Regions from separate parts of the Mus musculus genome. Here regions 1, 2 and 3 are each linked to region 4. The links are chromatin contacts, called in public Hi-C, HiChIP or PLAC-seq and promoter capture Hi-C maps. All regions are on one chromosome and are shown on one strand. The core of a region is the stretch at or near the end of the contact, and the rest is flanking DNA. Distances in the headings are between cores, read along the strand shown.

Region 1 (3,733 bases), core at 278-2,777, 870 kb before region 4:
AGTGGCTTAAACTTGGTGCACAAAGTGCATATCCACAGATGCTGCTTGCCAAGGAGGCCTCTCAAGACCCTCTGAAAGGTTTGTTGACTGCATGTGTCTGGGAGCCGAGGAAGGTTTCAGAACAGATGACGCCATCTGAATATGCATTGGTTTGGAAGTTTCAGTAGGATGGGGAAAGAGAAACTGGAGAATGTGGTGGACACCGGGCAGGGAGGGTAGGCAGCACCAGCATGGCAGACAGACACTGCAAGCTTGAGGACCACAAGAAGAGGCAGTAGTGGGCCAATTCTGAGCTTTCTCCCCGTCTCCAGGCTGACATGTAGCTCGGTCACACGGGTGACCGCACCCTTCCTGAAGTTTGTGCCATGTGTCATCACGGCACAAAATGTTACTCTGTGACTGAGAACAGGGCTACTGAGTCAACAGCTTTCCTAAAATGACGGGTTTGGGGAGGAAATTAAAATTAAAAATTAGCACTTGCTGACAAGCCTGAGCACCTGAGTTGGATCCGTGAGAGCCTCTTTGTAGAGAGAAATAACTGATTCTTGAAAGTTGTCCCCTGGTCTCCACACCCTTATTGTGGCACAAAACCTTCCCCCAACTAATACAATCAATCAATCAATGTATGCTAAGGAAAATTAAGCCAAAGCCACTTGAGAAACAGATATCCTCAGACAACACTTTTGCCAACTTGGTGGTATCAAATTATTAGACATTAAGGACCTGTGCGTAAGGATTCAGTTGATTATAGGATCCACTCTCAATTCTGTGACCTTGAGTGGAGGAGAGAACATAGTTTATCTGGCCTCAGCTTCTTTATCGAGAAAATGGCATAATAATTTCTACCTCAGCACCAGCAGTAAAGAGTCAATGGATAAAATGTGCAGTGGTCCTGATGAGGGCCCTCAGAGCATCGCTGCCTTCTCTTCTTCCTGTGAGGTCCTTTAAGAGTTAACTCACAGAACAAATAGGCACAAAACCTGTGGCGTTTGGAAGAAGCTTGTGGGTGGACTTCCAGGCAGAAAGGGAAGTAGCTCGAGATACCACCCCATTAATGCTGACTAACTCCCCTGGAATTAAGTGAAGGACAAAGGAGCTTAATTCAGTGGGATCTCAAAGAAACAGTGTGTGTGTGTGTGTGTGTGTGTGTGTGTGTGTGTGTGTGTGCGCGCTTGTGAATCCTTTCCAAAGCCCACAGCCTCCTCAACAGGGCAGGGCCACCGTGGGTGGAACTAAGGGTTTCAGAACAATGGCAGGGATTCTAATCTCTCAGAAGAGCAGGGTAGCTGGGAGGCAGAGGAAGGTTGGGGTGGGTAGACTTCCCTGTGACTCTCCAGCTCTGGACTAAAGTGCTCAGGTTTGGGGAGGTTCCCAAGGTTCCTTGGCCATGCTGAATCAAGTGTCAGCCTAGGCTGATTCACAGCTTGAGACGCTGGCAGCTTGCAGCAGACCGGCGGGCCGGGCCGGCAGCCCAAGAGTGAGCTCATTAGCCACAGTGGACCCTAAGCTATGCCGAGTCGCCCAGGCTGCTTCGGTCTGTGAGGCATAGAAGCTTCGTGCCTGAGTCAGGACTGCACCAGCTTCCCAAATCACTGTCTCTGGAAGGGAGTTCCAAAGGCACTTGTCACTGAGTTCTTGGTGGTCCCAACATCCTGTCACAATTCTCTGCAAAAGGCTAATGACAAGTGATGTCATTCTATCCCTTAGTGAAAAGAGCACATGATTATATTCATGAAGTAGAAGCCCAGCCTTGGTCAGACACTGGGCCCCAGTCTGAGGTTTTGAAAATGTGGTTGTCATTAACAAGCCAGATGGAGACCTTCCTGTCTGCGGTACAAAAATCCACAAGACACAGCTGGCCTGCCTGACCTCAAAAAGGGCTTCTAGAAGAGTTTCTGTCCCGGAGAGAGGCAGACAGCAAGACAACCAGAGTACATTCATGCAAGGCCTTGGGCAATGGGGCATGTCTGTAATCTCAGCACTTGGGAGGCTGAGGCAAGGGGATCCGAAGTCCAAATCCAGCTTGTGTTGTGCTCTGAGGTACCGTCTCAAAAGATAAAAAGTATATATGAAAGAAAAAAGGAAGGCAGGAAAACATTCATACATGTGCACACACCCCATCTGTACACACACACACACAAACACACACGCAGACATGCACATACACATATACATACATACATACATACATATTCACACACATTGTCTATTTTTTTTAAAAATCAAAAAACAAAAGATATTCCTCCAAGGAAATCTGATGATTTATCTGATGACCAACTGGGCTACAGAACACCAGAGTTTAATGATGTCCCTTAAGGACAACCACATACCGAGAAGGTGTCTCTTGGGTGTGGGTGACTTGAAATAATCACCATTTGCTAACTTGTTCTTCCAGGGAAGTGTGTCAGCCTTGGGTGAGCGAGTCTACCACTGGAGTACGCACTTTTCCTCAGAGAGGCGCCTGCTCTCTCAAGCATCTCTCCATGGCTCACGGTGGTTTGATGAGTCACGTTAGTGAGCTGCCTTTGAAACAGAGGTTCCTTCCCAGAATCCTCTTCTAAAACACTTCCATAATGCTGTTATGTTACTAGTCTTGCAGGAGTTCAAGAAGGCTGAATTCTGCATCCTATTGGGTGTCTTCCCCTTTCTTTTCCTTTCTTCTCCCTCTTTGTCCCTTCTCTCCTCTTCTGATGAACACATGCCATGTACCGGAGGGCAGGATGGAATGGTCTTGTAGACTTGATCTAGGTCCTTTGCTGGCTTCCTTCATGAGTCAGACATGGTTTAAGACCTGTCTTCCTGGCTAAGCTTGGTGCAGGCTGGTGATGTCAGCTACCTGGGAGCCTGGGGCCCTTTGGGAATGGAGAGCTGAATGACAGCCACTCTCCTCACAAAAGTCCCTCTTTATTTAGAAATCCCATATGCTTGGCTTTTACCTTCTTAAGAAATATGGGGTCAGGGCAACTTTCCATTCCAAACTGAATAAGGCAAAATACATGTGTGTTGCATGAGTTTGTGATCTTAATACTTCATTCTGTAGAATGCAGGAACAGCATGAGTCTCTCTGGGTCACCATTAGCATTGCCTCTGATAGGATGACAGTGAGGCCCTTTGACTGGATGTTGTCCACTTGATACCCATGACTCCTGCCTTACTGTGATCAGAGTCTTGAGAATATGGAGGTACTCCTGTGACTACAGAGGTCACATCATAACCAGACCTTCACAAGCCCTGTGTGATGTCAAGCACAAATCCTTGATGTGGGACCAAGTCTTGGTTGAATTAAGATGTTTATTGACATCCCACAGACAAAGCCTTGGTGCTGATATGGGAGCTAAAGGGATCCCTCCCTGTTCCTAGACAAGGCCCAGATTTTCCTAGACCTTGACTATAGCAAAACCCCACAGTCCAAGGTTAACCCTGAGAAGAAATCAGAAAATTGGTAGCCATGCATGGTGGCGCATGCCTTTAATCCCAGCACTTGGGAGGCAGAAGCAGGTAGATCTCTGTGAGTTTGAGGACAGCCTGGTCTACAGAGTGACTTCAGGTACAGTTGGGGCTATGTAAAGAGATCCCATTTCAAGGAGAGAGACAAAGAGACAGAGAGTCTGGGATCTGGTAGGCAGAGGTAACAGAAAGGCCAGGCATGGCATGCTCTTCTGAAGTTGTTCCCTCTAAGGTGAAGCATTCCCGCCTGGAGAGAGGCAGGAAGAGGGAGGTGCCTCAGACCCCC
Region 2 (4,007 bases), core at 485-2,984, 700 kb after region 4:
GGTCATTCCCATGATTTTCCTTCCATCCAAAAGTGAACTCACAATCTAGATGGAGAAGGACCTTGTTTTCATGAAGAAATTCCTCTAGAGAGCATTGGTTGGGTGCCCTACCAATTACCAAAAAAAAAATCATTACAAAGCCATCCTATGCCTCTGCTGGGGGCAACTTTGATCTACATCTAGGTTCCTGGGGAAACTGCCTCCCATCCTCCTCACCACATTGAGGACTGGAGGCCAGCGGGAGTTTCCCAGTTGGGGTTTTTTTTTTAATTGAGGGAGGGTGGTATCATCTGCCCTTGCTCCAACAACTAGGACCTGAATCAGAAAAGTGACTCAGAGGACCTGAGTAAACACACTGAGTTCCTTTCTGATTCTCAGAAACTGAGGGCCAGGTGTGGATCTCCCAAGCCACAGGTATAGCCTTTTCCACACATTACTGGAACCCCCAGCAAGCTGGGCACTTGGAGAGTCCTTGTGCTGCAACCAAGCAGCGGAGAGGGAAAGCCTGAAGCCTTGGGAATGATGTCAGTTCACTTTCTAGTAGCTGAGCACCGCGTATCTTCTCCTCACACCTGGAAGAATGGGCGACGTGGAAAACAGGAGATACTCAGTTCTTTTTCTTGGGTGGGCACTTGTGATGCCCATGGTTAGGCCAGAGTGGTGATGTGCCTATCCCAGTGCACATAATTCATGCCTGATTCTGAAAGCAGAAATGTGAGATTATTTTTGGCCAAAGCTCAACTGATTTGGGTTAGTGCGTGCACACAGTCTTCTGCTGAAGGCAAGTGAACCGAGTATTCCTCAGTGACACGGTGTGTTAATGCCAAAGGTCACCTGCCAGCTGTCGGATGCCTGAACCTATGGATGCTTAACCAGCAGCTGAGTGAGTGTGAAAGTTCCCTGCTGACCCCTGGGTTGCTCAGGTGGCCTGTGCAGGACCCTGGCTCAGCTCTCAAGCTCTGCAGAGTGGGGTGGTGGAGATGCAGGGGAGGGGAAGGGAACTGCCATCTGAGCGCCAGCCTCCTGCTAGGCAAACCCGCCAGGGATGCTTGGAAGTGCTTTAATCTACACTGCTACAGCAGTGTGAGGTCTGGGGATTTGAATGGGGGCGGGGGAGGGATGTAAAAACCATAGCGCAGGATTTGGAAGGTCTGGTACAGGAGGAGAAAGCCCAGTTCCCTGTGCAGTCTGTTAGCCTGCTGCTCCACAATACTCTCTAGTTTCTATCCTTATTAGGTGATGGGAAGCACGCACTGCTAGAGTGCCCATTTGGGACAGGTATGACAGAAGTACCCTAATGTATCCAAGGACCCGCTTCTTCCTGTGACAGTCATCATCGTGGATGTATCTACTGAAGTCCTTTTAGAACCTGGGAGTGCTACTCAGCCTGCGTGGGAGTCCAGCTACGAGGTTCAGGTCCCCATTGGAGTGGGCAGCAAAAGGTTGTAGGCTGGAGTTCAGGTATTAAAGAGGTCGTGATGTCAAACTCAGGTTTGCTCACATTCTGGACGAATTCACCCTCTCTGTATCCTTACCCCACCCCCACTCCCACTCCTACCCGGTTCCTCAGCAATGACCTCAAAGACAGGGAGTGGACTGCTGCCTCCCTCCTGCAGAAGTGTAAGTAGCTCCAGCTATGACGTTATGGAAGCTCGGTCAGAGCTCTGATTGGTGGAAGAGCTACTGCGGACCCCCCACACCCTCAAGATCGAGAATAAGAGACCACGGCTCTGGGGACAAGACGCCTACAGCCGTGTGTGTGTGCTCTTCTGCAGTGGACACTTCACTCTCGCTGTTCCAACACGGGCTAGCAGGTGAGAAACTTAACTTCTCAACGCCTACAGCTCTCTCTCCTTTAGTTTGTTTCCTTTTGGTTGCTCTTTTTAATGCAGTATTTCACACTGTAGTCTAAGTTGGCCTGGCACCCACTATATAGCTCAAGTTGGTTCGTCTCAAACGCTAAGGTTCTCCTTTCTCAGCATCCTAAGGATGCGGATTACAGGCGCAAGCCACCACACCCCACTCTACTTGGATCCCTTTGCTGTCCTGGTTCCTTATCATTCCACATACATTTCCGCCTTCCTGCAGCCATTGTCAGAAAGTACAGTCTTGACATTTTCTTTTAACTAAAGTAAGTGGGACCCCTACGACTACTCAGCAGCACTGGAAGCTGGGCGACCCTATCTAGGCGCGTCTGTGCCCCCTCCTTGAGGGAAGGTGGTCTTGCCGCATCCTAACCAGTTTTAGGTTAAAGAGTTCCTTGGATTCGGGATTGGGGAGCACTGATCTTTTCTCTCAGATGTTTCCAGCCTTTAGCCTCCTGGGGTTATCAGCAAGCAGGTGGGTCTCGCTTCGCTGTGGGGAGGAGGAGTCCTCATCTGCGGTTCTGAGGTAGTTTAAAAAAAAAAATCTCCCAACTCTGCAGATGGAGAGAGGGGGATTAGTTCCAAGTTAACTTTCTTCCCCAGGGCAACCTCTCAGAAAGGGTGATTATAATAATTTCAACCTGTTAGAAATCCTTAGCAGCGGGACAGCAAGGCGCAGGGATCTCTGGGTGGTTTTTGGTTTCTTCACAGATGAGAGCCAAAGGGGCGCGGCACGTGTGTTCTCCTGCAAGCTGGGGGCAAATGAGTGCCGGTAGCTCCTCCTTGTTCTTAAACCGAGCAGAAACTGCAAACCACATCTACTCTCCCCCACTCGTTTCTGCTCTATCAAGCCACTCACCACACTGCATCTACTGCACGTTTTGAGAGCTGCAGTGTGGTAGGAGAAATAGAACCTGGGTCTATAGTCCTGAGCAATTGGACCATTCTTCTCTTCTTACAGAGACATCATGGACTTTTGGAAGTTCTTTCCTTTTCTGGCTCTCAGCAGCATATGGGTCCTGTGCCTGGCCAGCAGCCTCCAGGCTGCCCCTTTCAGGTAAATTAACCTGAATCAGAAGTGCAGTCTGGCTCTCCTCCGGCTGCCCCTGGGGTGTGTCAACTCTGCGGCTCTGTAGCCCTACTTGGTTATTGGTAATTCAGCGCCCTCATGTGGGAACTGGCCTAATGACCAGACCGCTACGCCCCTAGGGAAGAAGCAAGGGCTAGGAAGCTTGGTTTCTTATTTGGGGAGGAGATAGGCAGGGAATCAGAACCTGCACTGGCTTTGCTACCTCCACAGGTCCGCTTTGGAGAGCAGCCTAGACCTGGGCACCCTCGGCGACCAGGAAAAACATCTCTTGCTTGCTGCACTGATGCAGGACTATGAGCAGATGAAGGCCAGGAAGCTGGAACAGGAGGAGCAAGAGACTAAGGGCTCCCGGTAAGTCTCCTCCCCATCTGACCCCCACATGTAGGAGGACTTATTCCAGAGAGGTCGAGAGACAGTGGCCAGCAGTCCAAGGAACTAAACGTGAGTCCTAGCCTCCCACAGAGCTTCCAGTACCACCAGAGGGGCTCATAGTTGTTAGACACATTACAATGTTGTTTCTCCTGAAAACTCTTGGGAAAAGAAATGAGGAGATGTAGAAGGGATTTGGATTGCACTGATGGGGAAACATCAACATCGCTGAACCTGCTGAGGTAGGACTGGTAAGTGTGGTGCCAGAGGATGGACTAGAATTTCAGGAAGCTTTAACAGCTTCCAACATTTGCTGCTCTTTCAACTGTCAAGGAGCCTTCATTCCACACTTACAAGGAAAAGTTGTTGGGGTAGAAGGGGTCTGGGACAGGTAGCACAGAGTCTGAGGTAGGTCGGGGCATTCATAGATGTGTACACATTGTTACAGGGTCCCATGTTACATTGTTACAGGGCCCATGTGCTCCTAGCCCTGAAAGAGACCAACTCTGGCCTGGTTCCAAAGAAAAGCAATATGTTGACCTACACCCTGATCCACCGTCCCCCCCCCCCCACCCCAATCCCTGGCAGCATGAAAGACAAACAACACATGGAATGCCAGAAAGAGTCACCAATTTTCTTTGCCCTTCTCCACACTGTCCTGGCTTACTGCAACTCTGAGCCTT
Region 3 (3,701 bases), core at 421-2,920, 590 kb before region 4:
TTGTCTGGGACAAGTCAAGGTCCCTACAGGGACCATGGTCTTCTCTAGTCACAAATAATGTCGTTAGGCAAGGGATCTTTCTGGTTGGCATTGAAGATGCAGCCATAGAAACAAAAATCATAGTAAATACCTCTGAGATGGATGTTCACACTGTACCAGCAGAGCTGAAAGTGGTTGTGCTAGCCTGTTGTCATTTAAATTCACCAAGGGCTTAAACTCACTAAGGAGAATTCAGAAGGAAGTGACCTACGATCAGTTCAACCGAGTGACCTATGATCCAGAACCAAGGTGGATAAAACAGTAACTTCACAACCTGGGGATTAAGTAGATTAAAGAATAAACCTGACTGAAAATAAAAAGAGGATATGCCCATGGCAGAAAAATAAAAATGAAGCAATCCTTCCTGTGTAAGTCAATCCAGGTAATACAAAGAATCACATGTCGAGGGTGGAAGTAGAGATCTGGCAGAGAGCACAGAAGAAAACTTTCATTATCCCAAAGTAGAAGAACATTTCTTAAAACCAGCACTGGTCATACAAAGGAGACTTCACAATGCAGAACTTCAGCAAAGGCAAATACAAAGTGAAAAGGGGCCATATCTTCAAAATATCTCATATATACCAACTGCTATGTAGCAGAGAAAACAAGCCATTAAAAGGTGGCAAACGTATTTAAACGTGTATTTTTTGAGATGAGGACATGGGGCAAGAGATAGAGCTCAGTGGAAGAGTGCCTGCTGGGCAAGGATAAAATTCCATCAGCACAAACTATCTAATGCTCAAGGAGTGGCCTTCAACTGTACTTTAAACCAAATATAAAACCAAATATAAAATTTAACTCAGTGAGTAGAGAGAGAGCCCAATGGTAGGTTGTTAGCCCGGCACACACAGGGACTCCACAGAATAATCCAGAAGGGATCCAGAACCTAAAAACCTATGCCTAGAAGTTCTTAGAAGAAAAAAATGGATGAAATATTTTGTATTTAATAATGGTACTAGTCAAAGGATTGTGTACTTCTCAGAACTTCTCAAATTCCAGTTAGTGATAGATGCTGAGGCTATCTCATTGAGGCTGACTTTTAAGTGCACCGCCCCGAACTGAACTAGAGTGAAGAAGCTGAGGTATATGGGTGAGTGATCCAACAGAGCAGGGGCTGGAAGTCCACCAGCGTTGGAACCAGTCCTTGACTCTATACCTTCAGTCCTCCACACTGGAATTTGCAGTTGATTTTCTCAGAAATGAAAGCACCAAATATACTTAAAAAAAAAAAAAACTTAGAATTTCTCTCCTCTAGTACTTTTAGGATCTTCTTAGGAACATAGTAATTACATTTTTACCTTCCCAAGTTTGTCTTCTGCTTAGCTTAACCTCTGTTATCAATAATGGATCCTCAGTTGACTGACAGGGTGTCTTCTAGTTTTAAATCTCTAGCACAAGAGAGTTGATAATTTCTTTAAAATTTAAAAAAGACTAAAAAAACGGTGAGTGATAGAAGTGAAAGATGCTCCTGGGCTTGTGACTGGTGTCACCTCTCTTTGCTCTGTTCTATAAGAGAATGAATGCTTGAATGTGAAAGTTCTTGAAGATGTCCTTTGGAAAAGTCAAGGGAGGGTCCTGGTGTGGCTTCTTGTTAGTGACTCGGGCGATGCTGCCACCAAGTGGACAAAGGAGAACCTTCTGGAAGAGATGACAAAAGGACTGTTGATGCTTTGTCCTTTTAAATGCCCCTGACTTTTTATGTTTAACACAGTGACTGGATTGTGTAATAAAGAATATGTTTGGGTTGAATGGCATTTAACAAACATTCTCGAGAGTCCATTGTTTTCTGGATGCATAAGAGCTGGTATTTGAAAACAGGTCTCTCGAATAAAAAAGTAAATGCTATGTAACTGTGAGGCTTGCAGGGGCTTTTATGCAGAATATTCAGTTTGATTTATAAGTAGATATTATTATCATCCTAAAGATGAGTAAACATAGACTCAGGAATGCAAAAATCACCCAAACTGCTTTTTATAAAACACCTTGCACTAAATTTAAAAAAAAAACAGAAATGGGGGCAGGGAAGCAGAAATGGGGCTGGAGAGATGGCTCAGTGCTTAAGATCACTGGCTGCTCTGCCAGAGGACCAGGGTCCAATTCCCAGCATCCACATGGCAGCTCAGAACTGTGTGTAACCCCAGTGCCAGAGGATCTGGCACCCTCACACAGACATACGTGTAGGCAACAGCAATGCACAGAAAATAAATAAATTTTTAAAAATCAGAGATAAAGTTGAGAATTGCACTATTCACTTTATATAAATGTCTAAAATAATGATAACACAAAGGAAGAAAGCCAAGGGAGCAATGGAAAAGGGCTAGGTTGCCCTGTCACTGTAGGATAGTAGCAATGAAGACGTCTTATTATTTGATACTAAAGAGGAACAACTAATAGACCCAAATGTCTAAAGCCAGACACCCAGTGGAATTGTTTCTCCATTTATCCTCTGCAGTCAGAGCACTTGATATCTGCCTTCTTTATGACTGTCCAGCAGTGATTTTATTACTTCTGTGGGACAATTACCTTGTCATGTGACTTTTGTCGAGTGAAGAATGTGACAAGGAAACTAATAATTGGCCTGTGTTGGTTGAATCACACTGATAAACACTGATGAAGATAGAGCCATTGAATGTTTGAGTCCAGGAAGTTTCAATAGGACGATAAAACTGTTGTAGAGCTACGTTATGAATCTTCTGTTGAATGGGGCATGGTGGTTCATGCCTTTAATCCCAGCATTCTGGAAGCAAAGGCAGGTGGATGGATCTCTGTGAGTTTGAAGCCAGCCTGGTCTAGAGTGAGTTCCAGGACAGCTAGGGCTACAGAGAGAAACTCTGTCTCAGAAAAACAAAACAGAATAAAACAGAAAGAATATTCTGTTAGGCCTTATTGCCTGTCCAGTGTTGACATGATAGCTGCCTTTATGCTTCCCTGTCCTTTTGGAGCAAAATGGTTAAGGAAATTTCCATGTGTGTGATACTGCAAGGTCCCAGCCGGTATGGTTACACCAGGTGTAAAGTGGCAGACAGGAAGAATTAATGAACATGGCTACTTCATATCTTGGAAAGGAGTTTTAAAGAAAAAGCATTGGAGAAAGTTAGAATTTGTCAACAGAAAGGCTTCTGTTCCATTGAGAAACAACCTGAGGCATTCTTTTTAAATCTGGATTTATTTTTCTTATTTTTAATTATGTGTATATATTATGTCTATGTGTGGGTGTGGACATATGAGTGCAGGTGTTTACAGAATCCAAAAGAGATTGTTGAACCCCCTGGATCCGGAGTTACAGGCTTTTTTGTGAGCCATCCAACATGAGAACTGGGAACTAAAGTTGGTCCTCTATAAGAGAAGTAGGTGCTCTTGACCACTGTCTAGCTCACTGTTCTATTGCTGTGAAGAGACAGCATGGCCAAGGCAACTCTTATAAAATAAAATATTTCATTGTGGGCTTGTTTACAATTTGAGAGGTTAGTCCATTATCACAATGGTGGGAGGATGGAGGGGGAATGGCAGCGCTCATAGTACTGAAACAGAGTTACATCCTGATTCACAGGCAGGCCGACACTGGGCCAAGTGCGGGCTTTTGAAACCACAAGACCCACCTCCAGAGGCACACTTCCAAAGCCACAACTCCCAATCTTTCTCAAACAGCGCCACTCCCTAAT
Region 4 (3,658 bases), core at 498-2,997:
GCTCTGAATTTCAGGGTTCAGAGTCTCTGCAGATGCATAACTGAGTCAAGGGTAAATCAGAGACTGCCCAAAACCAGGGTCACTTGACAGCGCGGGGGTGGGGGGGTGTGGAGGTTAAGAATAAGGCTTAGGACAGAGCCCCCAAGAGCCCCCACTCTTCATGGTAAAGCCTTGGCTTCAAATGAAACCAAAAGAGAACAGCACAAAGGTGCCCAAGGAAAGAGTAGCTCCCTGGAACCCAGGGAAGACTGAGGGACACAGCCAGCTAGGCCCTACCCAGCATGAAGTCAGTCAATAGAGTCACAGACACTAAGCCACTGTGCCCTTCTGCTGTGGGATGGGAGAACCCTGCATGCAGCAGGGGAAACCTTAACCCTGCTGTAGAAGACAAAGTCTGACTTGGTTGTGACGCAGAAGGGAAGAAAATCGAGTTGGATTTGTGTGTGTGTGTGTGTGTGTGTGTGTGTGTGTGTGTGTGTGTGTGTGTTTTGGTGGCTTGGAGGTGTTTTAGGTTTTGGTGACGGGGTTGTTTCTCTCTCTCTCTCTCTCTCTCTCTCTCTCTCTCTGTGTGTGTGTGTGTGTGTGTGTGTGTGTGTGTGTGTGTTACTTCCAACGGGTGAAAGACATGTTGAAATTTGAAAGAAGTATTATATGGGGAATACCTTCCCACACTTTACCTGCCCCTCAGACTTTCTGAGACCCAGTGGAAACAAAGATAAAAAAAAAGGAAGGAAGGAAGGAAGAAAGAAAGAGAGAGAGAGAGAGAGAGAGAGAGAGAGAGAGAGAGAGAGAGAGAGAGAAAGAAAGAAAGAAAGAAAGAAAGAAAGAAAGAAAGAAAGAAAAAACAAAAAATTAATTGATGGCAAACACTCAGTTCACAAACAGCCCAAACCTTTCCACCCCACACTATGGGCTCATTTAGGGAAAGGAATTTTCCTTTGATTTTCCCAAACCCTCTATTCCCCTTTCCTTTCCAAATCTCATTAGGAAGTCAAATTAGGAAGCCTGCACGAAGCCAGGTTTTGTTTTGCACTAACAACCCCGCCCCCCCACCACCCCCATTCTCCCCCCCCCCCCCATCCCCATCCCTGCAAGTCTGATGGAGGTTAATGGGATTCCAGCCTCTTCACCCAGTGGAAAAGCCAGGGTGACCTACTTTGCAAAGCACTGCCTGTTGAAACTGACTTTTTTTCTCAGCAGTCTTCATCCGCATTCCCAGCACCCCTTCTCAAAGGGCAGGAGCGGATGAACGAATCAACGGTGACATGTTTGATTCAATAAATCAAGCCAGAGCCCTGACAGCCCAATGTTCGGGTAGAGACAGGGAAAGACGAATTCCGAGCAAAGCCGCATCCTTCACTGGTTCTTTGCAAACACAAGTGAGAAACAGTTCCTGCAATCATTGTGAATTTGCACTACTCCAGGGTGGTCTGAATGCTAAGAATTACCGGAACTTTCAAAGATATTCATCTCCTGGAAAGGACTGGCATTCCCCCTAAATTATTCCCACCCATTCCTCTTGGTTATCTCTTGCTTAGACAATGGCCGGTGTTTGTGAGATCAGCGGTGCAAAGACTGGGTCTACTTCTCCAGAAATGAAACCAGAAACAGCCCTCGGATTCCGAGGTCCCTCTTGCCTCCTCCTAGCAAGAGTCACCTGGGTCCATCGACGCCCGTGGGGTAGTAAAGGAACTCGGACTTGAGCAGGTGGTAGATCTGCATGTCCAGATGGACTTGGAATCCCAAATACCTTCTGGTTAGAAACTAATGTTGCAAAAACTTGACAAACCCTGATCCGCCAGCACCGTGCTTCAGTCTAATGAATGGCTTGGGCGCCCCCTAGTGGCTTAATAGAGTTCCTGCACTTGAGAAAACAAATTGAGACCAAAGTAAAACCTTTTAAAAACTATTACTAGGTAGGTCTCACTGGTGAGGATTTGTAACTTAGAAGGCAAGGACCAGAGTGTAGATTGATCATAAAATCATCTCTCGCCTCTTTTCCTCTGTGGTATTTTGGGAAGTTTTGCTGAAAATGAGGCACTGTACTGTCAGGAACCAATGAGAAGCCATTTCTTCACAGTTAAATACACTGGTCCCATATTGCAGGTTTAGTAACTACAAGGAAAGGTGGGGTTAAAAGCACTCGCTTCTCTGCCCTCATCCCATGCACCTCACCCTCTCAGAGGTCAGGAAAGACATTTCTTCATGTACATATTTATTTTTAATTTATGTGTGTGTAAACTGTTCATAACTTTACTAGGACTGGGTCTTTTTCTCAGAGATGTGGCTTATCACTGTGTAGATGCTGACACTTTTCAATTATGCTGGATGGGGACACTTTTATGACACTCTTATTTTTCTTGGCACCAGAGGTCTTCTGATTCACATCTTAGGTGCCCTCCAGAAAGCTAGAGGCTTGGTCTCCAGCTGTGGCATTCTTAAGAGGTGATGGAAACTTTAAGACTTGGTAAAAAGGCTCACTGGTGGTGGTGCACACCTTTAATCCCAGCACTCTGAGGCAGAGGCAGCTGGAGCTCTGAGTTTGAGGCCAGCCTGGTCAACAGAGTGAGTTCTAGGACAGCCTGGGCTACACAGCGAAACTCTGGGGCAGGGGAGGATGGAAAGAAGTTAGGCCTGTGGAGGTGTGTGCCTGGAACATCTGCTAGGACCCACCTATCCACCCACCCCTCACCCCACCCCAACCCACCCCACCCCTCACCACCTTCTTGTAGCCCCACCATGGTGCACTACGCTGCCCAGTCACAAGGAAATGTGGTCAGGTGACCATGGATTAAAATCTCTGACACCATTAGCCAAAACAAGTTTTTCTTCTTCAAAGACATTTTTCTCCAATGTTTTGTCAGTGGCAGTGGCAGAAAGCCAGAACGAGAGGGTCCATGGAGACTTTTACATTTTGAAATATTTGTGTATAGATATAATGACATGCCTCGGTGACAGGACCCAAATTTCAGCATGCGACAGGTTGCATGCACACCTTTTACAGGAGAATACGTTTGCACAATATTTGAATGCATCTGCCATTTGCCTGTGACCCATCGTGTGGGGTCAAGCGTGGAACTCCCTATTTGGGTTTCATGTTACCGCTCAGGAAGCTTCAGATTTGGGGGGTTTTAAGATTTGTAATACCAAGCAGTTCTGGTCATTACCCACAAGTGTTAACTGATGTTAATTCAATCTGTTTCTTTTGTGGTTGCTTTTCCTGTTTCAAATCTGAGAAAGGAAACATTTCTTTTCTCTTCTTTTCTTTTTATCCCCACCTTGAAAAGTAACATTTCTTAGTAGACACTTTTCTTAAATGTTTGACATTTCTCTACAGTCTGGATATTGGGTTCTAGAGCTGTATGGTGTTCCTTGCAAATCTGATGTTTTGTTTTGTTTTGTTTTTTTTAGTTGATTCAGTCTGACAGCACTTGGTGTCCAGCCTTTCCTCTCTCTCCACTCTGGCCCACTAATTTCTGTTCTACTTCGAAATATCATATTATTTTTAATTAAATTTGTCATATACTGTGGCATGCAATAAGTCTCCCTGCTTAAAAAAGAAAAAATTCACATGTAAATCTTAGATAAAAGAAAAATAGGCCACCAAATTGGCAGAATGTCATATCGTCGTGGAAGACCTGGCACCTAAGAGAGCATA

The links. Promoter capture Hi-C pulls out the DNA fragments that hold promoters and counts their contacts. A called contact is a pair of places that touch in the nucleus more often than the background predicts. HiChIP or PLAC-seq counts read pairs in DNA pulled down with a chosen protein or histone mark.
Region 1: a contact with region 4 is called in a Hi-C map of cortical neurons, with 4 times the contacts expected there. The contact joins two enhancer-like sites. A contact is called at or near these places in 1 of 15 datasets of contacts at CTCF or cohesin (pro-B cells), 8 of 484 Hi-C or Micro-C datasets (B cells, the G1E-ER4 cell line, the HPC-7 cell line and 4 more) and 2 of 115 datasets of contacts at active chromatin or transcription factors (bone marrow-derived macrophages and pancreatic cancer cells).
Region 2: a contact with region 4 is called in a promoter capture Hi-C map of 3T3-L1-derived adipocytes, with 2.9 times the contacts expected there. The contact joins the promoter of Calcb here to the enhancer-like site in region 4. A contact is called at or near these places in 4 of 39 promoter capture datasets (3T3-L1-derived adipocytes, the C10 cell line and embryonic stem cells), 1 of 484 Hi-C or Micro-C datasets (large pre-B cells) and 1 of 9 other capture datasets (liver).
Region 3: an H3K4me3 HiChIP or PLAC-seq map of bone marrow-derived macrophages shows a contact between it and region 4, with 9 times the contacts expected there. The contact joins two enhancer-like sites. A contact is called at or near these places in 2 of 39 promoter capture datasets (cranial neural crest and hippocampal neurons), 12 of 484 Hi-C or Micro-C datasets (the AML12 cell line, the G1E-ER4 cell line, the N1E-115 cell line and 6 more) and 4 of 115 datasets of contacts at active chromatin or transcription factors (bone marrow-derived macrophages, embryonic basal ganglia and pancreatic cancer cells).

What each region holds. Positions count from the first base shown.
Region 1 is chr7:113,146,429-113,150,161 of GRCm38.p6, forward strand. No RefSeq gene overlaps it. Among named protein-coding and RNA genes, the nearest start is that of Gm33659, 3.3 kb to the right of the region's middle. Within about 2 kb of position 1,528, at least 142 of the 459 cell types and tissues checked have an H3K27ac peak or open chromatin away from gene starts, as enhancers often do. A contact at or near this core is called in bone marrow-derived macrophages, cerebellum and cortical neurons, where this site is marked.
Region 2 is chr7:114,716,909-114,720,915 of GRCm38.p6, forward strand. It overlaps Calcb (calcitonin-related polypeptide, beta), which reads left to right and starts at 1,735. Exons shown (of 5, transcript NM_054084.2): 1 at 1,735-1,814; 2 at 2,827-2,922; 3 at 3,166-3,306. The coding sequence starts at 2,834.
Region 3 is chr7:113,432,836-113,436,536 of GRCm38.p6, forward strand. No RefSeq gene overlaps it. Among named protein-coding and RNA genes, the nearest start is that of Pth, 46 kb to the left of the region's middle. Within about 2 kb of position 1,671, at least 9 of the 459 cell types and tissues checked have an H3K27ac peak or open chromatin away from gene starts, as enhancers often do. A contact at or near this core is called in bone marrow-derived macrophages, where this site is marked.
Region 4 is chr7:114,019,169-114,022,826 of GRCm38.p6, forward strand. All of the region lies in intron 7 of Spon1 (spondin 1, (f-spondin) extracellular matrix protein), which reads left to right. Among named protein-coding and RNA genes, the nearest start is that of Gm51454, 16 kb to the right of the region's middle. Within about 2 kb of position 1,748, at least 81 of the 459 cell types and tissues checked have an H3K27ac peak or open chromatin away from gene starts, as enhancers often do. A contact at or near this core is called in bone marrow-derived macrophages, cerebellum and cortical neurons, where this site is marked.